Linked DNA regions of Mus musculus: all the other regions are linked to region 1. A link is a contact called in public HiChIP or PLAC-seq data. All regions are on one chromosome and are shown on one strand. Each heading gives the region's core, a stretch centred on a gene start, on an enhancer-like site or on the middle of the called end of the contact. The rest is flanking DNA. Distances are from core to core; before and after follow the strand shown.

Region 1 (2,700 bases), core at 38-2,537:
TTGTAATTCCAGCATTTGGGAAGCAGAGTGAGTTCCCAGACATCCAGGGCAATACAGAAAAACCTTTAAAAAAAAAAAAAAAGCATTTATTTATGGGGGAGGGGAACTCGAGCCTCAGCATGCTTATGGAGGTCAGAGAAAAGCGTGAGACTCAGTTCTCTCCTTCTACCATGGGACCCAGGGATCAAACTCGTGTCTTCATACTTGGCAAGCACCTTTACTCACTTGAGCCATCTCACCACCCCCTCAACATTACTTTCTTTTTTTTTTCTTTTTTTGGAGACAGGGTCTTTTTGTGTAGTTCCCGCTGTCCTGGAGCTTGCTATGTAGACCAGGCTGGCCTTGAACTCAAAGATCTCCCTAGTGCTGAGATTAAAGTTGTGTACCACTGAGATTAAAATTATGTACCACACCTAGCCCTACATTACATTCTTGAGCTGGTGTTTGTTTGTTTGTTTACTTTTTCGGGAAAGGGTTTCTCCGTGTAGCCCTGGTGGTCCCGGAACTCACTCTGTAAACCATGCTGAGCCTCGAACTCACAGAAACCCACCCGTCTCTGCTTCCTGAGTGCTGGGATAAAAGGCATGCACCACCACGCTGGGCATGTTGGGTTTTTCAACAATCTTATATATACTGGCCCTGAGCAGTATACAACGTGGACTCCTATTATTAAATTTGACTAATTCTACACAAATACACACGACCCCCACATTCCCAGGCTGCAGAGAAGGTATGCCTTATACTCAGCATTATACAAAAATTTGACAAGGAAGTTCGGATGCCCTGGGGGTTGAGCTCAGTTTATCGAAAGCCAAACAGCCTAGCTACACGTCCACAAGCTCCTTTTCTTTCTGGTGCTGGAAGCATCTGGCGGGCGTTGAGAGCACGAGCCTGGCGGATTTCATTGGGGACCTGACCCGCGCAAACTGGGAGAGCTTGACCGGGGCGGGGGTTAGGGGGGTGGAGAGGAATCTGCCCGGCAACTCATGATGTCATCCCCATCTGAGCTCCGATAGGTCCTACCCACTTACATGTTAGAGTCTGTTGTAGCCCAGCTTGGAGTCTAAAGTGACCTCTCGCGGACATCCAAAGATGTACACTAGAGAGGAAGATAAAATCACCACTCTCAGGTCCCACAAATTCCTGCAGACTCCTCCCAGTTCCTAGAAGGTCCGCCTTCATCGTTTCTTGAAGACTCCTCCCACTTCCTAGAAGATCCGCCTTCATCGTGCACCTCGGCTGTTGATTTATTTTCCCTCCCTGGACTCGGCCATCTGCTCGCCATGCCTGGCATTTCCCAGAAGCCCCAGCGCCGGGAAGGAGTTTGCAGCTGCTCGGTCATCGTGCGGCCCGACGCGAGCCCGCGCTGGTGTGCAGGCCCGGCTCTGTGCCTGGTCTCTGGTGTGAGGGTTTACGCGAGGCCCCTGCTTCGGTCCCCGGACTAGGCCTCGACCCCGGGCGCCATGAAGCAGGAGGGCTCGGCGCGGCGCCGAGGCGCCGACAAGGCAAAGCCGCCGCCGGGAGGGGAACAAGAACCGCCGCCACCGGCCCCCCAGGATGTGGAGATGAAAGAGGAGGCAGCAGCTGGGAGCGGCTCCACGGGGGAGGGAGACGGCAAGGCAGCTGCGACCGAGCACTCCCAGAGAGAGCTGGACACTGTCACCTTAGAAGGTACGGGAGCCCACGTCGGGGTCGTGCCGCGATCACCGGTGACAGCGGCCAGGGTGATGCGACTTCTTGCTGGGACCTCTGCGTAGCCTCCACCTACCTTGGTTCCTTCGGTCAATGGAGCTGGGGTCAGAAGTGCCCGCCCAACCACCCTGACTCCCTCGACCCCAGCCGATGACCGAACCTGTTCTCCAGTCTGCGGACTGCTCTCCTCCTCTGGGGTTGCATCTTAGTCTCACCGAGCCTTTTCTTCAGTCCTTCCCAGTGATCTACTCCATCCGACCGATTCTAGCGCCTGTTATTGCTATGTAGAAAGTAGCATTTGTATTTGTGTCTAGAGAAACCAGGGTAACAGATTACACTAGCCTCTTAGTTTAAGAGTTTATAAAAATGGGTTCTGTAGCTCTAGGCTCCTTTAGCAAACTCCCTCGGAGAGCCATTTCTACCTTCTGCCTTCCTTCTGTAGTTGAAGCATCTAAACTAAAAGTCCCGGTGCACTTTTCCACTCTCTTAAGGACCTTACCCCTCCTTTCCTAAAGAGTTCAAGCACACGCACGCTTTTACTTCTGAATCAGACCCCCTCCCCCCCCACCCCTGCCTTCTTTCTCTTTTAGTTTATAATGCCTACCTGTGGCCCCGACTCCTATAAGCCAACACCAGAGACCCGTTCTCAGGCTCCTATTGTCCCCTTGTCCCGCTTAAGTTGCTCTTTTACTTTTTCCACTTAGTATATCTTGTCCATGTGCGCGCGATGAGACTTTTCCGGGTGATCTGTAGTTTTTTCTCTCTGTGTGTGTGTGTGTGTGTGTGTGTGTGTGTGTGTGTCTCAACTGCACGAGAAACTACTTTAAAACATGGTGATAGGCCAAGTCATGCCCTGAGTTGTACTTTTGAGTGTAAGTATGTATAGACTGCATCAACTCCCATTCTAAACTTGGTAACAAGATCTGTATACAGTAAAGGTCTTCTTTCCTGAAATAAAAGTTTCCAGTGGCAGAAATGTCACTCAGCATCGTGAAATATTTCATGGTT
Region 2 (2,722 bases), core at 104-2,603, 800 kb before region 1:
AAAGGTTGTTATTAATTTTAATTTTTCTTTTGTTCTCTTTCTTTCTTACCTTTTTTTTTTTCCTTATTTTCTCTGTGTAATAATGCTGGCTGTCCTGGGACTCACTCAGTAGACCAGGCTGGCCTCACAGAGATCCAGTCACACAGATCCATCTGCCTCTGCCTACCAAGTGTTGAGATTAAGGGCGTGCAACACCACTGCCATGCTTACTACAGAATTTTCAAGTATTTTTACTATAATAAAACATAAATTTGCTTTTTCTTCCAGAAACTTCCATCCTAGTCAGACTAGTGTGGGGCTAAACAACCTCCTCCCAGGGGTCTTTATCACCTATTAAGGGTATAGACATAACGTGTATGTATAATTTTTCACTTAAATCTCTGAGAGAAAAAAAACAAAAACCAACTGATCCCAGTTATTTCAAAACTTAGACTCAACTGGCGAACAGCTATAGTCCCAGCAACAAGGGAGACAAAGGCTGAGTTCGAGGTCAGCCTGGTCTGTGGGAGTCTAACAGTGCAAGTCCCACAGCAGCTGGGGTGGTTTCACAAAGAAACACTGTAGTGGAAACAAACTAACAAACAAACAAAAAGCCAACAAAACAAAAGAAAACAAAACCCCAACATTTAAGTCTCCCTTTCCTCCCTCAGACCTATTTTAGGGGTGGAGGAGCGCAGGATTTTGTGGAAACAGTACCTATTTCCTACCAAACTCTTCCTGCTTTCCCCTTAGCCTGAAGGTACGAAGCGCACAAGCCCTGTGACAATGGGATACAGTTTTTCCCTTGTGGCTCCCCGGCGGGCGTGGAACTCTCGAGCCTCCTGCCTCGGCCTCCGAGGAGCCGGTGACAGGCAGCACTGCCCCGCCCACGCACCGAGAACGGGGCGGGTCTAAGGGCGCCGACCTCGTCCCTGCCCCCACACCCTCTTCCGGAGGGGAAAAAATACCCCAGCAAGTCACCGCGCTTTGTCTTAACGTTCCTTTGCCAGCGCTAAACACCGCCAAAGAGGTCACCTAGGGAACCAGAGCAGAAACTGGCCCGCATAAAAATCAAATAGGACCTGCTGAAAAACACGCAATTATTTCTACCGGAAGTACTGGGGAATATAAAACACTTGTTACCACAGATTTCGACAGTTTTTCCGGCTACAGTATCACAGGAAAGTGGGATTTAGTCGTCTCGTCCCACCATCCTCAGATTTCACAAATACTTAAAAATAAAAATAAATAAAAAATTAAAAAAAAAAATCTCCTCAGGCTTTTCCCGCCAGATAATGGGGGCGGATCCTGCTCCGCTCTCTCCGCTCCGCCCCGGAGCTGCGTCCTCAGCTCTCGGGCGCCCCCGTCGCCTCAAGTAGATTTTAGAATTCTCCCAGGAGCCCCAGCGGGAGGAGGCTCCGCCCCCTCATGAATATCGAGCAGCCTCGCCTCCTCTGCCCCTCCCCTCATGAATATTCAGAGATCTCCCGGGAACCCTGCGGGCGGAGCCTCACCCTCTCAAGAAAGGATGAGACGCCGGGATCCTCGGCTCTTTTGCCTCCTCTCTTGAATCGCTCGGAGCACTCCCAGGAGTCCACGCACGGGAGGAGGCCCCACCCCCTCGCGAATAGAAAGAAACCTCGGCTCTTCAGTCTTTCCCTTATGAATACCCAGAACCTTCTCGGGAAACGCCCCCAAGCAGGCCACGCCCTCTCATGAATACTAAGCAGAGGCTCCCATGGTGCCCTCCTGTTCAGGGATGTTATTCGGAGTGAGGCCCTTAAAAGCCCGTGCTACCTCCATTTTAGACACCAAGTTGCTGAACGGGAGAAACGGGAGCTCTTATGGTAGGGTAAGTGGGGAGGCTGTAAATGGAGATCTCAAACTTGGAGGAGTTATACGCTCCACTACGTTTTTTTACACTCAGGTTTTAAAAAAAAGATTTTATTTACTTTACGTTTAGGAGTCCACTTTTGCTGTCTTCAGACACCCAGAAGAGGGCATCAGTTCTCATCACAGATGGTTATGAGCCACCATGTGGGTGCTGGGAATTGAACTCAGGACCTCTGGAAGAGCAGTCAGTGCTCTTAACCACTGAGCCATCTCTCCATCCCTACACTCAGTTTTAAGGCAGTTTCCGATTCACTCTTCCCCTGGGCCAACAGGATCTGTCACAAGAGCTTTTCATTAAAAAGTTGTTAGATGCCTGGTGTGATGGCATTTCCCGATGGAGGCAGGAGGCTAAACCAGCCTAAGCTACTTGAGAATCTGGCTCAACCACCCCACCCCCAAAGCCCTTAATATTAAATTCTCATTTATTTACAGATTCTGTGTCTTTTTCTTTTCTCTTTTTCTTTGAGACAAGGTCTTGTTGGGTAGTGCTAGGCTAGCCTAAACCTCTGACTCTTGCATGAGCCAGTTACAGTGCTGGGATTACAAAAATCATGATCCAGTATGCAGGGCTTGATTCAGATGGAAGCCTGCAGTGGGGCAGGCTGTCTGGGAGGCCTTAAAGATATAACAGAATGATACATATTATTTGAGACTGGGTCTCTTGTAGTCCAGGCCTCCTAGACTCCTCAGGTACATAGGCATATATATTCAGGAAAAACACCTATCCACATAGAAACACAAGAAAACCAAACAACCAGTTAAAGTAGATAACAGATACCCTGACTTCCCTGGGTTGGAGTAGCCTAGCGGTAGAATGCTTGCCTAGAACACACTGGAGCCTAGTTTCCAC
Region 3 (2,700 bases), core at 190-2,689, 980 kb before region 1:
TGTTGGGGGTGGGGGTGGGGTTGTCATGAGTTTCGGGAACAGCACAACTGCAAGAAGTCCAGAGAGGGAGGCCCAAGACTGTGAGAGCCAGCTAAGAGAAGCCCCTCCCTCAGCGAGAGGAAGACCAAAAGAGACTGAGGCAACATGGGGGATGGCGGGAGCTCGGCCGGGGGCTACGAGAGACAAAGACGCAGGGACAGCTCTAGGTAACACCTGTACATACTTAAACATATTTAAATTTACACATACACACACCCTTCTCGATCAAGCAACCACAGCAATTTTGGATAGACCCGGGAAGTGAGGGATGGAAGAGTAGGGGGCTTGCCTAGACGCCCCTGGGAGTCAGGAAGGGCGCGGGGCGTCTGCAGGCTCAGGGTTCCCCGGGTTTCAGAGCTAGCAGCGGCAGAGCTCAAGGAGAAAAGAGTAGCCGCTTCCCTTTTCGCCTCCTGTGGCAGAAGGGCCAGCTCATCAGACCCCTTGGCCACTCATGAAAAGACAGAGCATGCTAAATCTCTCCTCACTCCCGTTCTTTCCCCTCCACCCTTGCTTCCCCGCGAAGCCTAGGTCAAAGGATCAGGCACCCCCAGTGACCGAGTGGCCACTCCTTCCCTCCCTAGAGCCAAAGTTTGGTGGGGCCCCGGGAGGGAGGTAGGGAAAAGCTCAGCCGAGGTGGTTCAGGGAGGGGGCGGGGCGCCTCGCACCGGGACGAAAGGGACCTCTGGGGGAGGTGCCCAAGATCCCGACCCCAGGAGTTAGGGCGCCCTCCCTCGGCCACCAGAAAGCCAAGTCCCCTTCCTCCGGGCCTCAAGTCCTCGCGCGTCTACCACGCTCACTGCCCACTCGGGAGGCGACCCTTGCCCGACTCGAAGGGGCCGAGCCACAGTCTGCTCCAGCTTGTGGAGATCCTCGGGTCGGGGGCGGAGGGGGGGGCGAGACCCACCCTAGCGTATGTCCCCAAAGCCCTCGTGGCCGCCCGGACCCTCCCCCTCGATACCTCGCAAGCAGGGTCTTAGCAGGGGGCTGCTGCACAAAGAGGAGGTGGTCGAGGGAGACTCCAAATCGTTAAGAGGGGGAATCCACTTCGGCCATCTTGGAAGGGAGGAAAGGAAAAAAAAAGAGAGAGAGACCGGGAACGAGAGAAAGAAAGGCGGACCGGGCGAGCTTGGACAGCGGCTGGCGGGGCGGGAAGGGACGCGGGCGGCAGGCCAGGCCGGGGCTCCCGGCTCCCATTGGGGTCTGCGGGGAAAGGTGAACGGGTCCCGGTCGCCAGCCCTAGACGCTTACGAGGTAGCAAGGAGGCAAGCGCGAGTCGGCGTCCGCTTACCTGGCTTCGGGGTCCGGTGGGTCTCGGGGAGGGGGGGATGGGAGGGAGGGAGGGAAGGGAGGGGAGGGGGACCACAGCCCTGTCGCTCGCTCGGTCGGCGGGAGGGGAGAAACCTATGATAAGAAAGGAGTTTGTAAGAGCAGCTTGGGGAGGGGAGGGGACCAGAGGGGAGGGGAGGGGCCGTGGGGGGGGGCAAAATGGCTTTTTTCCTCCAGACAAGAGTAGGTCCCGCCCACTACTCACCCACGTGACCTCATTCCTTCAGGATGTTTGCAGAGAGGGAAAGAGGAGGGGGAGAGGCTAGCTCAGCTGCTCCCCACCGCCTTGCGCTGGGCTTCCCCCAAACCAAGAGGAGACCACCTCTTATCCAAGCAGATCCCTTGAACCCGGAGGAAAGGTCCTATTGTGTTACCTTCAGTCATGAAACCACCACCTCCTCCTAAAATAAGTGTGTTCTCCCCACTTCCACCGACTCTGCGATCCCTACCCTAGCTGGGGAGCTTGGAAAATGGTGAGATGCAGACTGGGCGGAAATGTGTCTCGCGGCACCCGGTGCGTCGCCGCTACCAAAGGGCGCTTGGGCGGGGGACGCGGCGCCGCTGGCCACGCGTCCGAGTGAGGTTCGCTCACTCCAGCTGAATCCCTTGGGATTCCTAAGTGCGTGTGTGATCCCCCCCCGAGCGTGACCTCACCGCCTCCCCACACCGATTCGGGGTCCTCGCACCTCGCGGGAAACGCACGGTGGCCTCGGGGCTTGGCTGTGGCCGAGGCTGGCGCGCTCAGCGTGCTCGGGCGGAGAAGAATGGAACGCAGTCCGGGGCGGGGAGAGCAGCCCGAGACACGAACTCGGGCGCCGAGCCAGAGACACAATAACTAGCCGAATTCGAGAGGCCCCGACGCAATAGGAAGCGAGGAGTCGAGAGAGGACGCGCGCCTTTTCGCCGCCGGTGCGCCTCCCTCGCGGCCGCGGAGGGGCCGGCGAGCGCGAAGGTGGCTGGTGCCAGCCCACTCCGACTGTCGCCCTCGGCTCCACCCAGCGCTCGCTCTCCGGTCCCCAGCGGCTCCGGGCCCCGGGCAGAGTAGGAAGGAGAGCTAGAAGAGACGGCGCCAAGGAAGCGAATCGATTCTGCGTTACCACAAGAACCGTGGACCTCAATAGGTCGCTCGATTTCGCTGATTCGTTACTTATGATTTATTGGGGGGTGGCCACTGTGACTGTCCCTCCAAAGAGCTCGATTATCCGGCCTGAAAAGCCTTTAAGCGCCTGGTGGGTTGGCTCGAGTAAGGAACGAATCTTTGTCGAGCCTGCCTCCTCTCCTTGTTCCAAGCCTAAAGCAGTCCCGAAGTGAGTGCTTTTATACACTGGACCGCTT
Region 4 (2,700 bases), core at 133-2,632, 880 kb before region 1:
ATATTCTGGTGATCCTCAAAGAGCGGTCCTTGCGTCCTTGAATGATTTACCTGACAAATCCGCCAAAGAGCTAACTGCCAAGGCCTTCCTCAGCATCTACACAATCGGAAACTGGGGACGTTTTAATGAGCCCCCCCCTCCCCCAGGTCACTCTAGAGCACGCACAAGTTGTGAAAACCACTGCATTCATTTATATTACTTGGCTTTGGGGTCTTGTTCTTTTGCAGTGAAGGGAGCTGACGAGTGCTCCTCCCGGTTTCACGGTCTCGGAGCGCTTTTACTCGGTCCACGTCACCAAGTCACAATGAAACGTGAGGATATAGAATAATAAGGATCATAGAATGAAACGAAAAAGGGAAAGGAAAGCTTAGGTTGGAGAAGGGCTATGTCCGCAAGTTTCCCTTTTTTGATTGACCCTTGACCCTCAACGGACACACACCGTCAACCTGGGGAGTGACCTTGGCTTCCGAACCCAAAGTGTGGAACAATCCAATTCAAATTCACAAGCATACCATGGGCAGAAATCTCCAGGACTCTGGCGCCAATCAAATAAAGTCGTGCAACTTCTGCTTGGTACGAGGCAAAACGAAGGCTTTTCTGCTCAGATTTAAAAGGAGGAGTGGCCTTTATCTTTTTACCTGTTTTAATGACCCAGGGTCGAATCAAGATCATACTTGTATTGAAACGTATTTTTATTGTCATTGAAGAGAGGAAAAGACTCTGAGGGGGCACCCGGATTTGAACCAGGGACCTCTTGATCTGCAGTCAAATGCTCTACCACTGAGCTATACCCCCGCACCGACGCGCAGCTTGAAGCAATCTCTTTTCAGTCTTAAGATGCTGTCGCAGCTGCTACACAGGTAGAATAGGGGCAAGAGAAAAGAATGGAAGAGCAAAGGCGGCCAAGCTGAAAGCAGAGGATGCCTGAATCCGAAGAATCCATGGGAAAGCTGCAGCGCAGAGGGGCGGGGAGGGTGAACGTACGGAGGTGCTGAGTCCAAAGGGAAAGGGACAGGTACCTATGTGGGAGAGGATGTGGGCGGGAAGGGAACTAGCTGGGGGGCGGGGCGGGGCAAGGGGTGGTTTCCCCGCAGGTTGATGCTGGGGACCCACGGGTTTAAGGAAAGTCCCCCAGTCTAGAGAATCTGTACTATCCCCACCATCGTCGGGTGCGTGGGGTTGCCCCCTCTCATGGGAAATCGGGCTCTGCCACACTCGCGTCTGTTTCTCCAGCGCGGGAAGGGCCATGGCCCGGGCCCGTCCTCGGTCGCGGAGCCCAGGGGCACGTGCACCCCGAGAGCTCAGGGGCTCCTGCACTCCCGTCCCGCAGTCCTCCCTGGAACCCGCCCCCACGCAGCCCCACGTCGCCCGGGGAGCGCGCCTGGTCGCGCGCGCCTCTTTCCGCGCCCGAGGCGCGTCCCCGCCCTAGCCAGTGCAGCCCCTCCTCCCCACTGTGTTTATTAGGGGAAGGAGGGCGGAGGCGGAGGCCAGTTCCCCAGTTCCAGTCGCCGTCGCCTGCACAGTTGCAGCCGCCGCCTCCCACCAGCTCGCCCAAGGAAAAGGGAACGCGCGCGAATACGGGCGTCCCCGCCCCAGTCTTTCCCCGGAACCATGAACCCTAACTGTGCCCGGTGCGGCAAGATCGTGTACCCCACGGAGAAGGTGAACTGTCTGGATAAGGTGAGCTCGGGTACCGGGCGCTGCGAGCTAGCCAGTGCTAGTGCAGCTCTCCATCAGGGGAGGAAAGAGGGGCCGGGTCTTTGCGGGCTCTTCCCTGCGCTCCCCAGAGCAGGTAAGGAAGGCGGGAGGCGACTTGGGGTGTGGGGACAGACCCCAGTCTGGAACCTGGGAGGTCCAAGGCGAGGTGGTGAGCAGCCACCGCTGGAGATGGGTGGCCTCTGTGCATCGAGGTTAGGAGGGCTGGAAGGAAGGGCGGAAGAGCACCAGGGAACCGGGTTCCCCGGGTGTGTGCAGGAGGTTAGAGGTGCAGTCCCGCCCCCCGGGCCGGGAGTGAGAGGGGAGACGGCCGCTCCCTTTCCCCGCGGCGGCCAGCGCCAAGTAGGCGGAAGCGCGGGGCGCTGGGGGGAGGGGGCGGCGGGGGCGGGGCGGAGGCTGGGGCCGGCGCTACCCGCCCGGCTTGGGCTGCCGGTAGCCTGGCTTCCTGGCTTGGAAGCTGCGTCGGGTCCTTCGTCCAGCGAGTGTCAATTGTGGTGAAAGGGATTTAGGGGCAGCGCCGGAATCTCACTGCGAGACCCCCTCTTTTTGAACGACCTGCTGGTCCCCTCCTTGCTTTTTTTGTGGTTGGGGAACCCGCAGACCTCCTTCATAGCTTCCCCAACCCCCAATTCAAATTGCAAGCCACTCCGGGTGATCGGCTGCCCAGTCGGAGCTGGGCGGGGTAGGGAGTGGGGAGGACGCTTCTTGGAGATCTGAAATTGTGCTCAGCCTGGAGACCAGCTTAGAGAACAAAGAGCTAACTTTTCAGAGCTGTTTTCTCCGATGGAGGGTGGGATTGGCCGAGTTCTGAGGAAGCAGACGAAAAGGAGTTTTTTAAGAGGAGGGGGGTAGCCTTCTGGAAATCAGCTGGCCCCTAGGGGCTCTTACGCATCCCCCGGCCCAGGCTGGACCCGATCATCTGTTTGCCATTACACTTTTGCAAGGGGGACTGAAGGGTAGATCTGGGTGTTTCCGGTACAGTTT
Region 5 (2,725 bases), core at 93-2,592, 650 kb before region 1:
CTGTCCTTTTAGGCTTCCCCATCTCTGGCTCCTACCTTTTTCTTTCTGCATCTTCCTTGAACCCAAGTGGGGTGTACTAGGAGATCTCAGGTTGAGACAGAGGGAAGAGAGAAGGATGTGTGTAGGTCAGAGATGGCACCGGCAGCAGATTTCTGGGCATCCCCAGGCCAGCAGTGTGGCTGGTCCAGATCCCCAAGAACGGGCAGGGAGGAGGGTAGAGGCCACAGTGGGGACACCAGCTGTTCCCAGCCCCTAGGCTGGGAGCCTGCTGTCAGTAGCTCAGCCACCCGAAAAAGCTGCTGTGTTCAGCAGCGCAGCAAACAGACTGGGGGAGGGGGTCCAGGCCAGCTGCTGGCTGGTGGCAGACACTGGGTATGCATAAGGCTTCAAAGGCTTGAATTCAATATTCCTACTTGTCTCCATTCCTGGAGCTCCTGGCCAGGCCATCTCAGGCTGTCTTCTATCATGGTGGCTTAAGGCACTGAGGGATACAGGGCAGGGCAGTAAGATGTCTAGGTCCCTGATTGCTTGGTAATCCCAGACAAATCATTTAATTTCCGATTGGCATCAGTTTTCCTAAGTGTAAAAGGGGCGGGTTGTTCTGTATAAAGTGGATGACTTCCAGCAAACCACTTACCATCTCTACCCCAGTGTCCTCATCTGTCAAAGGGTTCAGCACATGGTCTGAATTATTGAGGGGACCAAATAGCATGAGGTTCCCAGCATGCTCCGTGGGCCATGCCTGGTGTTTTATTACGGGCCACGCCTGGTGTTTTTATCCTCTTCCAGGCAGGCATGGTGCTGCACACCTGTAGTCTCAGCTACTAGAGAGGTGCACCGATGCTGGAGGATCAAGAAATTCAGGAGAAGATGCCTGGATTACATAATTCTAGCTAGTCTTCAGACGCAGGCATGGTGCCTTCTACCTGCAATCTTAGCACGTGGGAGGCTGAAGTGGGACATTACTGATTCAAACCAAGACCCCATTCCCCCCCCCCCCCAAGCCATCAGATATGTGTGTGTTCCGGTTCCAGGGCGAGCAATTCTAGTAGAGGGCTGTCTTTCTTCCCTCTCCACCCTCAATCTCTATTGCTTTCATTGGATGAAGGGGCCCAAAGGATGCTCAAAGAGGAGGCGCCACAGTCTGGTCCCAGCCAGCCTACCTAACTCCAAAGGTGAAGGGAGGTGGGGACCATACTCCGATGGAGGAGTGGGTACTTGTCAAGACTGGCAGATTCCCACCCTCTTGCGGTCTGGCAGCACCACCACTGCCCTGGCCCTCCCGCAGTAGCCTCGGGCTCGCTTGCTCCCCCCTGCGCCTATAAATAGCTCAGGACACGCGAGCCGCGCTAGTGACGCGGCCAGGCAGGCGCGGGAAGGCGGCCGCTTGGCTGGAGCAGGTGGGCGGCAGCCCCAGAGGGGCGTGCGCGACCCCTCCCTCCACCGTTCCCTCCTCCTCCCCTCCCCCCATGCCAGGCATCTGATGACGGACGCTGCTGAGTCATCTCCTGGCCTCAGCGTCCTCCACTGTCCCCTCCACCACCTCTGAATCTCAGGCTTAGGGGCTGCGGAGAGAGGCGGCCTCCAAGGCTGAAGCGTGCAGGTCTGCGTCAACAAGGTCACTGTGGGTCAGTCCCCTGCGCGATTCAAGTGCACGTAGAACCCAGAAGTGACCTCAGCTCACCTCCCTAGCCTGACTTTGTTTCCCGCCTTTCTCGGGTCCCTCTGCTTCTTTCTGTGGTCCCCAAAGCTAGCGTCCTACTCTGATGCCCCTCTCAGAGCTCAATACCTCCAGTACTCTTAGCCTCCATCCCAGCCTGATACTAGCTTGCTTTCTCTATCCCAATCAGATACACCAAGCAGGCAGGCTGAGACAAGAAACATTTAATTATGGGCCTGGGGGCTCAGCAACGCCCCCGCAGACCCGTCATGCAGCCTCATGTACAGTGGGCATTGGGCCCGCCCCGGGGATTTTGCTGGGGGGGGCCCTCATGGCAGCAAACAGGGCAGTGTGGCTTTAGACCCCTTTTAGGGGGAAAATGGGGCAAGGTGTGTTGGGTAGAGAATCAGTGTCCTCTCGTTGTATGGAAGGCAAGACTGTGCCCAGAACTGAGGGGGGTGGCATTGGCTGACAGGATCAGGGCTTAAAAGGAGGATCTGAGCTTGGAAGGAGGGGCAGGTGCTGGCACCAGGAAAAAGAAGAAGCAGCCTCTTGAGGAAGAGGTCCTTTGTCCTGCCAGGAGGGCTAAGGGCTCCTAGAGCATCATTTGATGGTGGCCAAAAGAACTTTCCATAGCCTTCCTCAATCTGCCAAGGTATCCTTCCCAGGGATGGGCCCTATAGAGCCCAAACGGTAAGAAGGTAAGTTTGGTCCATCTGAGGACAGGGCTTTTAGAGAAACCAGACCTCACAACCTCAGACTCCCCTAGCTGTCTGCTTCTGGTGGTAGGGATTTCTGGAGTCCTAACAGTGAAATGTTTTGACCAAGCAAGGGCCAGCGTCTTGTTCTCCACCTGGGTCTTTGTCCAGGCTGCTCTTGGCTACCGATTTCTAGTAGACAAAGGAGAATGAGACTGTTCTGTGAGGACTGCCTTCAAGGAACAGACTCCTACGTGTTACAATCCCTTGCAGACCTCAGTCCTGACCCTGCTCTGTCGCCCAGGTTTCAAGTAATTGGAAAGATTCCTGAACTTTCCTGAGAGTTGAAGGGGTGACAGGTGGTTAA

The links. HiChIP or PLAC-seq counts read pairs in DNA pulled down with a chosen protein or histone mark.
Region 2: an H3K27ac HiChIP or PLAC-seq map of large pre-B cells shows a contact between it and region 1, with 6 times the contacts expected there. The contact joins the promoter of Fbxo47 here to the promoter of Psmd3 in region 1.
Region 3: a FOXA1 HiChIP or PLAC-seq map of pancreatic cancer cells shows a contact between it and region 1. The contact joins the promoter of Pcgf2 here to the promoter of Psmd3 in region 1. A contact is called at or near these places in 2 of 115 datasets of contacts at active chromatin or transcription factors (pancreatic cancer cells and pro-B cells).
Region 4: a contact with region 1 is called in an H3K27ac HiChIP or PLAC-seq map of large pre-B cells, with 4 times the contacts expected there. The contact joins the promoter of Lasp1 here to the promoter of Psmd3 in region 1. A contact is called at or near these places in 2 of 39 promoter capture datasets (liver and pre-B cells), 1 of 484 Hi-C or Micro-C datasets (B cells) and 1 of 115 datasets of contacts at active chromatin or transcription factors (large pre-B cells).
Region 5: an HNF4G HiChIP or PLAC-seq map of pancreatic cancer cells shows a contact between it and region 1. The contact joins the enhancer-like site here to the promoter of Psmd3 in region 1. A contact is called at or near these places in 1 of 484 Hi-C or Micro-C datasets (embryonic stem cells), 3 of 115 datasets of contacts at active chromatin or transcription factors (large pre-B cells, pancreatic cancer cells and regulatory T cell precursor) and 1 of 9 other capture datasets (liver).

What each region holds. Positions count from the first base shown.
Region 1 is chr11:98,681,267-98,683,966 of GRCm38.p6, forward strand. Psmd3 (proteasome (prosome, macropain) 26S subunit, non-ATPase, 3) reads left to right here and starts at 1,288. Exons shown (of 12, transcript NM_009439.1): 1 at 1,288-1,671. The coding sequence starts at 1,464.
Region 2 is chr11:97,882,801-97,885,522 of GRCm38.p6, forward strand. It overlaps Fbxo47 (F-box protein 47), which reads right to left and starts at 1,354. Exons shown (of 11, transcript NM_001081435.1): 1 at 1,123-1,354.
Region 3 is chr11:97,698,209-97,700,908 of GRCm38.p6, forward strand. It overlaps Pcgf2 (polycomb group ring finger 2), which reads right to left and starts at 1,440. Exons shown (of 10, transcript NM_001163308.1): 1 at 1,328-1,440.
Region 4 is chr11:97,798,183-97,800,882 of GRCm38.p6, forward strand. It overlaps Lasp1 (LIM and SH3 protein 1), which reads left to right and starts at 1,383. Exons shown (of 7, transcript NM_010688.5): 1 at 1,383-1,680. The coding sequence starts at 1,612. n-TCgca51 (a tRNA gene) reads right to left here and starts at 795; the gene lies at 724-795.
Region 5 is chr11:98,034,754-98,037,478 of GRCm38.p6, forward strand. It overlaps Stac2 (SH3 and cysteine rich domain 2), which reads right to left. Exons shown (of 11, transcript NM_146028.4): 11 at 1,871-2,725. Among named protein-coding and RNA genes, the nearest start is that of Rpl19, 9.2 kb to the left of the region's middle. Within about 2 kb of position 1,343, at least 142 of the 459 cell types and tissues checked have an H3K27ac peak or open chromatin away from gene starts, as enhancers often do. A contact at or near this core is called in pancreatic cancer cells, where this site is marked.